Regions from separate parts of the Sus scrofa genome. Here regions 1 and 2 are each linked to region 3. The links are chromatin contacts, called in public Hi-C and HiChIP or PLAC-seq maps. All regions are on one chromosome and are shown on one strand. Each heading gives the region's core, a stretch centred on a gene start, on an enhancer-like site or on the middle of the called end of the contact. The rest is flanking DNA. Distances are from core to core; before and after follow the strand shown. Region 1 overlaps CSPG4 (chondroitin sulfate proteoglycan 4). Region 2 overlaps SNX33 (sorting nexin-33). Region 3 holds the start of NEIL1 (endonuclease 8-like 1).

Region 1 (2,758 bases), core at 164-2,663, 290 kb after region 3:
CACAGCTCACGGCAACACCAGATCCTTAACCCACTGAGCGAGGCCAGTGATCAAACCCTCAACCTCATGGTTCCTAGTCGGATTCGTTAACCACTGAGCCAGGACGGGAACTCCTTTCTTCTTCTTTTTTGGCTGAATTTGAGGCATGCAAAAGTTCCTGGGCCAGAGGTCAAGTTCCCACCATTGCAGGGACCGGAGCCCCAGTAGTGACAATGCTGGATCCTTAACCTGCTAAGCCACCAGGGAACTCTTTTTTTTGCTCTTCTTTGCAGCAGAGTCCAAAAAGAATAGTCTACACTCTTCCCCATGCCATTCTGAGTGCACTCCACCCAGGCTTCTGCTCCTATGGCTGCCAAGGGCACAATGGCCTCTGGGTTGCTGGACCCAGTGGTCTATTCCCAGGCCTCCTTTCACTCATCCGCTCAGCGGCATTCTACCCAATCGAGCGTTCCTTCCTTGAGCGCACCTGGTGGCTTCCAAGAGGTTCTGCTCTCTTAGTCTCCCTCCGACCTCACTAGTTGCCTTTTCACAGACTCTTGCTGGTCCTGCCCCTTCTCCTCAATGTCTGTGGCTTGGCCTTGAGACTCTAGCTACAGGCACTGCTCACGGGCTCTCAGTGGGCCTCACATCCTCCAATGCCAGCCACGAGATGACCCCTTTATTTGTATCTGCAGCCCGGCTGTGCTCTCCCAAACTCCAGGCTCATGACCACCTGCTTCTCGGGCAGCTCCGTGGGGATGTCTGAGGGATGTCTCAAACTCAGTATGTCCCAGATGATCCCTGACCTGCCCCACCGCTCCCAGGTTCCCACTGCAGAGGGCACAGCTCTGTTCTTCCAGTGGTTCAAGCCCCAAGCTCTTGAGTCACCACTGATTCCTCTCCTCCTCTCACATACCATCATTTCTGGCCCGGATTATTCCCCAAACCTCCTGCGTCCTGGCTTTGGCCCCTGCTCCACCCCCTCTACAGTTTGTTCTTGACACAGATGTCAGAGTGAACTTTCATTTTATTATTATTTTTTAGGGCCGCACATGCAGCATGTGGAGGCTCCCAGGCTAGGGGTCGAATCAGAACTATAGCTGCTGGCCTACACCACAGCCACAGCAATGCTGGATCTGAGCCGTGTCTGCCACCTACATCACAGCTCACGGCAGTGCTGGATCCTTAACCCACTGAGAGAAGCCAGGAATCGAACCTGCCTCCTCACAGATGCTAGTCAGATTTGTTTCCACCGAGCCATGAAGGGAACTCCCAGAGTGAAGCTTTAACCATGTAAATAAGGCTATGTCACTCTCGCTCAGACAGTACAAGGGCTCATTTGGCCTCAAAGACCCTGTGTGACCCTGTTACCCGTGACCTCCCGTCCTCCCACGCCTCCCACGGCAACTCCACTCCAGCCACACCCGCTGTGCTCCAGGGCCATCTGCCTGTTAAACACTAAGGCATAGTCTCCACTTCCCTCAAGCAATCCGTTCCCTCCCCCTTCTAATCCCAACGTGTCTTCTTGGCTTATCTTTTGTTTTCCCCTTTCGGGAGACACAGGGAACTATTTTCCTTCTCTCAGAAAAACAGGACTTGTGCAATAGAGAGAGGGAAACTGACTGGGATCACAGCGTGCGGGAGATTCTAGGAGCAGGGGGGCTGTGAACTGGGGAGCCTTGCCTGGTTGAGACGGGAGCAGAGCCAGTCAAAGGGACAGCTGCTCTTCAGTTGATGGCCGGAAGAGGGAACACAGGTCTTATAAGAAACTGGAAATCAGGGCCTGTGTGTGTGTGTGTGTGTGTGTGTGTGTGTGTGTGTAATCCCCCAAAGGTTATATCTTGACCACTAATTTAAAAATATTAAAGGCATGTGCAGGCCAAGTAAAACACATCTGTGGGCCAGCTGTGGCCTGCAAGGACTACCAGCTGTAACCTCTGGCCCAGGCCAATGGGTGGGTGGGGAGGAAATGGAGACCCTTAGGGGTGGGGGTGGGAAGTTGGATGTCTGGGTACAGGAGCTCCTTGTGGGTGGGGGTGACTGGCTTGGGATGAGGCAAGTCACAGGTGAGGTGGGAAGGCTTCCTGAGCTCTGGAAACCAGCAGTGTTCTTTGGTGAAAGAAATCTTGGGCCAGCAGTCTGAAGGCACAGTCCTGGTTTTGCTTCTTACTAGCCATGGACTTGGAATGAAGTCACCTGACCTCTCTCTGTGAGCCTCAGTTTCCTCATCTGTAAAGTGGGAAAAGCTGATCTCTGCCCCACCCAACTCAGAGGATGGAGGGACAGTGGCGCTGTCAGTCCTGCCTGCCCCCTTCACCCAGTCCTGCCCTCCTCCCAGCTTCCCTGGGTGGCCCTGCCAGCCAGACCCCCTAGGGGCCATTCATTCTAGAACTTGGATTGCTGGGGTGTGAGGGAAGCAGAGCAGGTCCAGGAGGGGACTTCCTCCTCCTTCCTGGGCATCCAGTGACAAAGGCTCCCAGGGATTCAGGGTGCACAGCTGCTACAGCCTCCAGCCTGCTGAATATTTCATTGTGGGGAGGAGCAGAAAGGGGGCCATAGCAGAAGCTGGGAGAACAGAGAACCCAGGCCTGGGGAATATTGATGCGAGAGGACTGAGAGACTCTTCCTGCCCTTGTTAAGGTGACTTCCTTCCCCGATGCCTGAAAGTTCCATACTGCCCTGCCCTGGGGAGAACCAGGGCTGCCCTAGAATGCTTGCACCTTTTGCACTTAGAAGGGACCTTAATTTAAGTGATGGCTGTTGGCCCCACTGGTACAGC
Region 2 (2,700 bases), core at 184-2,683, 270 kb after region 3:
ACACCTTCCATCCTCAGGGGGAGGGGCTTGGACCTAGGAAAGACATCAGAACGTGAAGTCTTGGGATGAGCCAAGCCTCCTCTGGGCATCCTGAGGTCTCTAGGCTGAGACAGACCTGTATGTGGTGGGAAGTGAGGACGTCAGGGCTCTTCTCTCTGGTTTCTTTCTATCTCTGTGTTGGTTGGGGTGTTGGGGGAATTTGAGATGGGTCTGGACTGGCCAGAGCCTCTTTCAATGGGGGACTGGGAACCAGTGTGTGTAGGGGGGTATCCTGGTGGTGGCTGGGCCTGCTGGCAGATGTTCACATGCCAGGCAGATGTTCCAGACTAAGCTGGGCCCAGCTGCCTCCAGTTTCCTCCCTGAGCCGGGTGGAAAACAAGGCTTCTCTTTCTGCCCTGGGCAGCTACCAGGACCTGGAGGTGGGGAGTCGGGGACCCCTGATCCCCAGTCTTGGCCCAGCCCAGGAAAGAAGTATGCTTTGTGGCTACATGTGGAGGATGGGGGTGGAGGTAGCTCTCAGATCCTACATCCTGTTGCCTCCTGAACTCAGGAGGGCCATGAGTCATGGTGCCATGGCCGTGCCTTGGTTGTAGTAGAGCCAGGCCCTGGGGGAGACATTGTGGCCCTGGGCCCAGCTCAGCACTGCCTCTGCCTCCCGGGCCACAGCCACATGATCACAGACACAGTGGCCTGACTCAAAGCAGACACAGACACAACCTGCCCATGGGCACACAGGTCACACCTGGCTCCACACACCTATGCATGGTCATGTGCTTGCACAATTGCACTCCCAGCCACTGTGCCACATGCTGTCACATGTTCAGAGCTCTGTCCACACTCGTCCATACCCACATGCGTGCTGATATCCGTTCACAGTGTCAGTCTCAGCCATGTTGTTACTCAGAGCCATACCATGGTTCTGTGCACACTGCCGTACCCTCACACAGTGACACACACACACTCAGACACATGTGGCCACAAAGTCGCACATGCACATAGCCAAGGTGTCACACACATAGATGCTCTTGGACTCCACCTGCCTCACCTCCTTGGGGAGCCAGCTGGGGTCATCCTTCATCTGACACCACCACATTCAATTCCTCATCACGTAGATGGAGAACTTGAGGTCTAGTGAGGGGGTGGCAGTTGGCTGCATAACCCAGTGGGTCTGGGGGATGTTCTCAGGGCAGAGCCCAGCTCCCGGTAGGCTCTGTGGCCTGAACTTACCCACCCCTGGGCCAGTCCCCAGGGCCAGGCTGCCTCTGAAGGCCCCTGGCTGAACCCACTCAACCAAGCTCCTGCCATCTCCCATCTCTGGAGCCAGAGCTGAGGCTGCAGCATCCACAAGAGCAGGAGCCAGGATGAGGTGGGCAGGGCCCAGGCCTGGGCGGGAGGAACATTCCTGCACCATCTCCTCCCCAAGCCTGCGAGCACTGGGCCCGCCCTGCCTGCCTGCCTGCCTGCTGACTCAGGCCTCCAGGAGCCAAGCAGGCTTGGCGCCCTCTCTCACCCCAACCCACTCCAACCTGCTTCCCCACCATTTTGGCTCTGGCACCTCCCTCCCGCTGGTTGGGGCAAGAGGAGATGGTGAGCCCTGGTCAAAAGACTATGGGGACACATAAAAATTCACCTCCCCCAGGCACAGCTCAGAAGGGCTGATTGTGAAACCCCACTCTGAGGTTCAACAAAGCTTTTTTCCTTCAGTTTTGTTTTGTTAGTCAAACCCCAATGCAGTCCAGTCTGTTTAAAAAGCAGTGTCTCACACAGCTGCAGCCTCCTGGGTCCTCGCGGAAGCCCTGGTAGGCATCATTATTCCATTTCACAGATGAAGACACCCAGACTTGACCAGAGGGAGGATGGGACCTGCCTAGGATCACACAGTGGGACCCAGGCAGGGCTGGACTTGGAGCCAACTCTCTGGCTTCATTCCCTAAAGCCACCTTGAGTAACTCATGTAGGTCCAGAGCAGGAGCGTGTGGCAGATCTCACTCCAGAGGTGTGGAAGAATGGGAGGCTGGCAAGGCAATGGCTGAAATGCGCGGGGGCTTTGGGAGGAGGGTGAGTGTCGCCAGCCCCCCAGGGATGAGGAGGCTGGCGCCAGCATTGCACAGTGGCGTCTGCAGTGACTCAGGATCTCCATTTACAAACGAACACGTGCGAGGAACATCGCTTCATTTTTACACAACTGACCCGAATTTCCCTTTTGCTTTCTTATTAACCCACCCAAGAGAAAAGTAATCTGAAATCGAATGGGGACCCCTCCTTTCCCCAGGGAGGCATATCAATTTGGGGGATGGCACATTGGAAAACCTTAGGCAGGCCTTTGGCACTTTGCATTTTAGATACTGAATCTTCCATCCTATCACCCATAGGAAAATCTGCCTGCCTTCCACACTCAGTGTCATCCATGTATACCTATTTCAGTTGGGTTCAGTTAATTACTTGACAGTGTCATGTCTTGTAGATATTTAATTAAATTTTATTCATTTTGAGTCTGTCTTTTCTTTCTTTTGCCTTTTGGTGTTTTGCTACTTTTTTGGGTGGGAGGGGCATAACCATGGCATGCTGAAGTTCTCAGGCCAGGGATCCAAACCCCAACAAAGTAGTGACCCAAGGCATTGCAGTGACAATGTCAGATCCTTAAGCTGCTGCACCACAGGAGAACTCCCTGTTCTGCTGCTCCTTTTCCCCCCTAGCTGC
Region 3 (2,700 bases), core at 9-2,508:
AAGTACATGGGAGTTCCCTTCATGGCTCAGCATGTTAAGTATCTGACTAGTATTCATGAGGACACGGGTTCGATCCCTGGCCTCACTCAGTGGGTTAAGAATCTGACACTGCCATGAGCTGTGGTGTAGGCTGGCAGCTATAGCTCTGATTGGACCCCTAGCCTGGGAACTTCCAAATGCCACTGGTGTGACCCCCAAAATAAATAAATAAAGGAGTGCATGGGCAAATTCATATGTGAGTATACGAATTTGTCAAAACTCACACACTAAAAAAGATGAATTTTACTATAGGTAAATTTTACGTTAATTTAAACAAAAAAAGACCAACAACAACAAAGAAATGAAATCAACCCATAGATTACTTAGTGGTTATAAGGTGTGAAACATACCTTTACAATGCAGAAGTCTGGCTGTCACAGCCTCATCAGTGATCAACTTCAGCCTCACTAAAGTGAGACAACCAGATGTTGTGTGCCTCCTTATCTGATGCAATTTGGAGAACACGGCAGCACCTAGGAGATATATGTTATCTTCGAGCCTTTAGATCTAATTTCCTGGTGTGCAGGGAAAACCACAGATAGAGGAACAAATTAATGACACCCAATGAAACATCAGATGAATCCAGAATGTGATGGGGCATCTCAGAGACAACTGGCTTTGATTCTTCACAAAGGTCAGTATCATGAAGACCAGAAAAAGGGAGGTGAAGTGGGTAGGGTGAGTCTAAATAGATTAAAAATGACTAAAGAGAAATATAATCCTTGTTTGGACTCTGCCTTGAACTTGAAACTAGCTATAAAGACATTTTGTGGACAATTAGGAAAATCCAAAGGTGGGCTACATATTAGATGATATTAAGAAGTTATTGTTAACTGTTAGGTTTGATAACAGTACTGTGGCTTTGTAGGATATCGCTTTCTAGAGATGTATGCCTAAATTTTAGGGGTGAAATGTCATAATTTGTCAATTTACTTTAATATACTTGTCAAAATAAATGGAAAAACAGATGAAGGAGAGGAAGTAGGAGTATGAAGGGAGCAAATCCAGGCTGTGGGTAAGGCACCAGCACCCACTACATGTAGGATGAAATGCAAACTCCTTACAGATACTTCCAGAGGCCAGACCTGATCTGACCTTGCTTGTGTCTGTCCTCACCTCCCAGCACTGACTTCAACAGCAGGGGCCTGCTGTAGTAGACCAATCGCTTTTTGGCCTCTAGGCCTCTTTACTGGCAGTTCCTTCCACTCGCGGTACTGAGTGTCCCCTTTCTTTGCCTTGCTCAGATGGCTTGCTTCTGAGGTTTCAGCCTAAATGTCATCGCAGAGAGCCCCTCCCCCACATCGGAAGTGGGTTCTGCTTCTCAGGGCCCCTACTTTTTGCTGCTTCGCTGCATTTCCCACCCCACAGGTGGTGATGATGTTTTTGTTTTTGTTGTGTCTGAGCTGATACTTAGGCCCACCATCGGTCCCTAGAACTGCATTTTTTTTTCCGAGCACCTGTTCCCACCCTGCGCACAGCTGCAGACGCCTCTGCTTCGGTTCAGTTGCTACTGTTCCCTGCCCGGAGCGCTGAGCTTGTCCGGGACTAGCCGGGTGGCTTCCCTCAGCCACAGAAACAGCAGCAGCTCGGGCCCTCACGCCTGACCCCGGACCCTGCCGTCGCTGGGCAGCGGGAAGCCAGGTTCTTCTGCCACCTCCCGGCCAGGTGACTACCCCAAAGCTTTTCCCACCTCCTAGGCTCCCCAGTTTGGGGACCCCATCCTGAACAGTCTCTGCCACCTGCCTGAGGAACTACACTTCCCAGCGGGCGCTGGAGCAGCGACGACGGCTCCCAGCGTGCTCCTAGGCGCAGCTCCGCCCCCGGCCTTAACCCCGTAGTGACTGCCAGCTGGCGCGGAGGGGCGCAGGTAGCCTCCGGCGGGAGTGGGGGTGTCTGTGCAGCAGAGCCGAGGAGAGGACGGGATTGGGGGCCTTGGGAAGGACGGAGCCAGGGTTAACCCAGGACAGGTGGGGGCAGGGAGGGGTGGATGGAAGAGTGGGTGGGAGGCGAGCCTTAGATTGCCGGTCCCTGGAGAAATTAGGAACTTGGAAGTTCACCTTTTCCAGCGAAACGGGGCGGCGCTGAGGGTGGGGGTAGGCGAGGGCAAAGGAGTCTGCCCTGGCTAAATGCCCCCCTCCGCCCAAAACACACCTTCGTCTTCGATCTCGCAACGCACTGGAGAAGGGGCAAGTGGCAGACTTTCCTCCCTCAGCCAGGTGGGAACTGGCCACGGTGAGGGAGTCCGCCTCTGCCTCTCTCTGCCGAGGCGCTGACTTGGGCGGTTTCCTATTCCCCTCCGGACCACAGCCTGGAGCTTGGGGAGCCCTTCCTGATGCCTCTGGCCACCTGCCTCGGAGTCCTGTGGACCTGACTCCAGTGCTGATGTGCCTGGACATCCATGCATTCACTCTTCCTCGTCCTCGCTATGGTGCTGATCAGTGGGTGGTGGCAGGCTCGTCCTCACTGCTGGCTGAGCCTCTAAACATCGGACTTTCCAGCTCTTATCTTCCAGGCGCGGACATCTCCTCAGCCACTGTGGCAACAGATGCAGGCCCAATTCCAAGCTGTGGGGTGATGAGAAAGTAGAGTTTCCACTCAGGGGTGGAAGTGGAGGTAGAGGCAGACAAGAGACAATGGAATTATTTCAGGTTCTAGGAGTGC

What was found. A called contact is a pair of places that touch in the nucleus more often than the background predicts. HiChIP or PLAC-seq counts read pairs in DNA pulled down with a chosen protein or histone mark.
Region 1: an H3K27ac HiChIP or PLAC-seq map of alveolar macrophages shows a contact between it and region 3. The contact joins the enhancer-like site here to the promoter of NEIL1 in region 3. A contact is called at or near these places in 2 of 5 promoter capture datasets (fetal liver and fetal skeletal muscle), 5 of 47 Hi-C or Micro-C datasets (embryonic fibroblasts, mesenteric adipose tissue, retroperitoneal adipose tissue and 2 more) and 1 of 2 datasets of contacts at active chromatin or transcription factors (alveolar macrophages).
Region 2: a contact with region 3 is called in a Hi-C map of liver, with 6 times the contacts expected there. The contact joins the enhancer-like site here to the promoter of NEIL1 in region 3. A contact is called at or near these places in 4 of 5 promoter capture datasets (fetal liver, fetal skeletal muscle and liver), 4 of 47 Hi-C or Micro-C datasets (blood, fetal heart ventricle, fetal skeletal muscle and 1 more) and 1 of 2 datasets of contacts at active chromatin or transcription factors (skeletal muscle).

The regions. Positions count from the first base shown.
Region 1 is chr7:57,981,541-57,984,298 of Sscrofa11.1, reverse strand. All of the region lies in intron 8 of CSPG4 (chondroitin sulfate proteoglycan 4), which reads right to left. Among named protein-coding and RNA genes, the nearest start is that of SNX33, 33 kb to the left of the region's middle. Within about 2 kb of position 1,413, at least 5 of the 83 cell types and tissues checked have an H3K27ac peak or open chromatin away from gene starts, as enhancers often do. A contact at or near this core is called in alveolar macrophages, where this site is marked.
Region 2 is chr7:57,999,239-58,001,938 of Sscrofa11.1, reverse strand. SNX33 (sorting nexin-33) reads left to right here. Exons shown (of 2, transcript XM_001929226.7): 2 at 1-2,492. Among named protein-coding and RNA genes, the nearest start is that of SNX33, 15 kb to the left of the region's middle. Within about 2 kb of position 1,433, at least 20 of the 83 cell types and tissues checked have an H3K27ac peak or open chromatin away from gene starts, as enhancers often do. A contact at or near this core is called in liver and skeletal muscle, where this site is marked.
Region 3 is chr7:58,267,559-58,270,258 of Sscrofa11.1, reverse strand. NEIL1 (endonuclease 8-like 1) reads left to right here and starts at 1,258. Exons shown (of 10, transcript XM_013978062.2): 1 at 1,258-1,704. It overlaps LOC102158857 (a long non-coding RNA gene), which reads right to left and starts at 1,802. Exons shown (of 4, transcript XR_304481.3): 1 at 1,156-1,802; 2 at 390-512.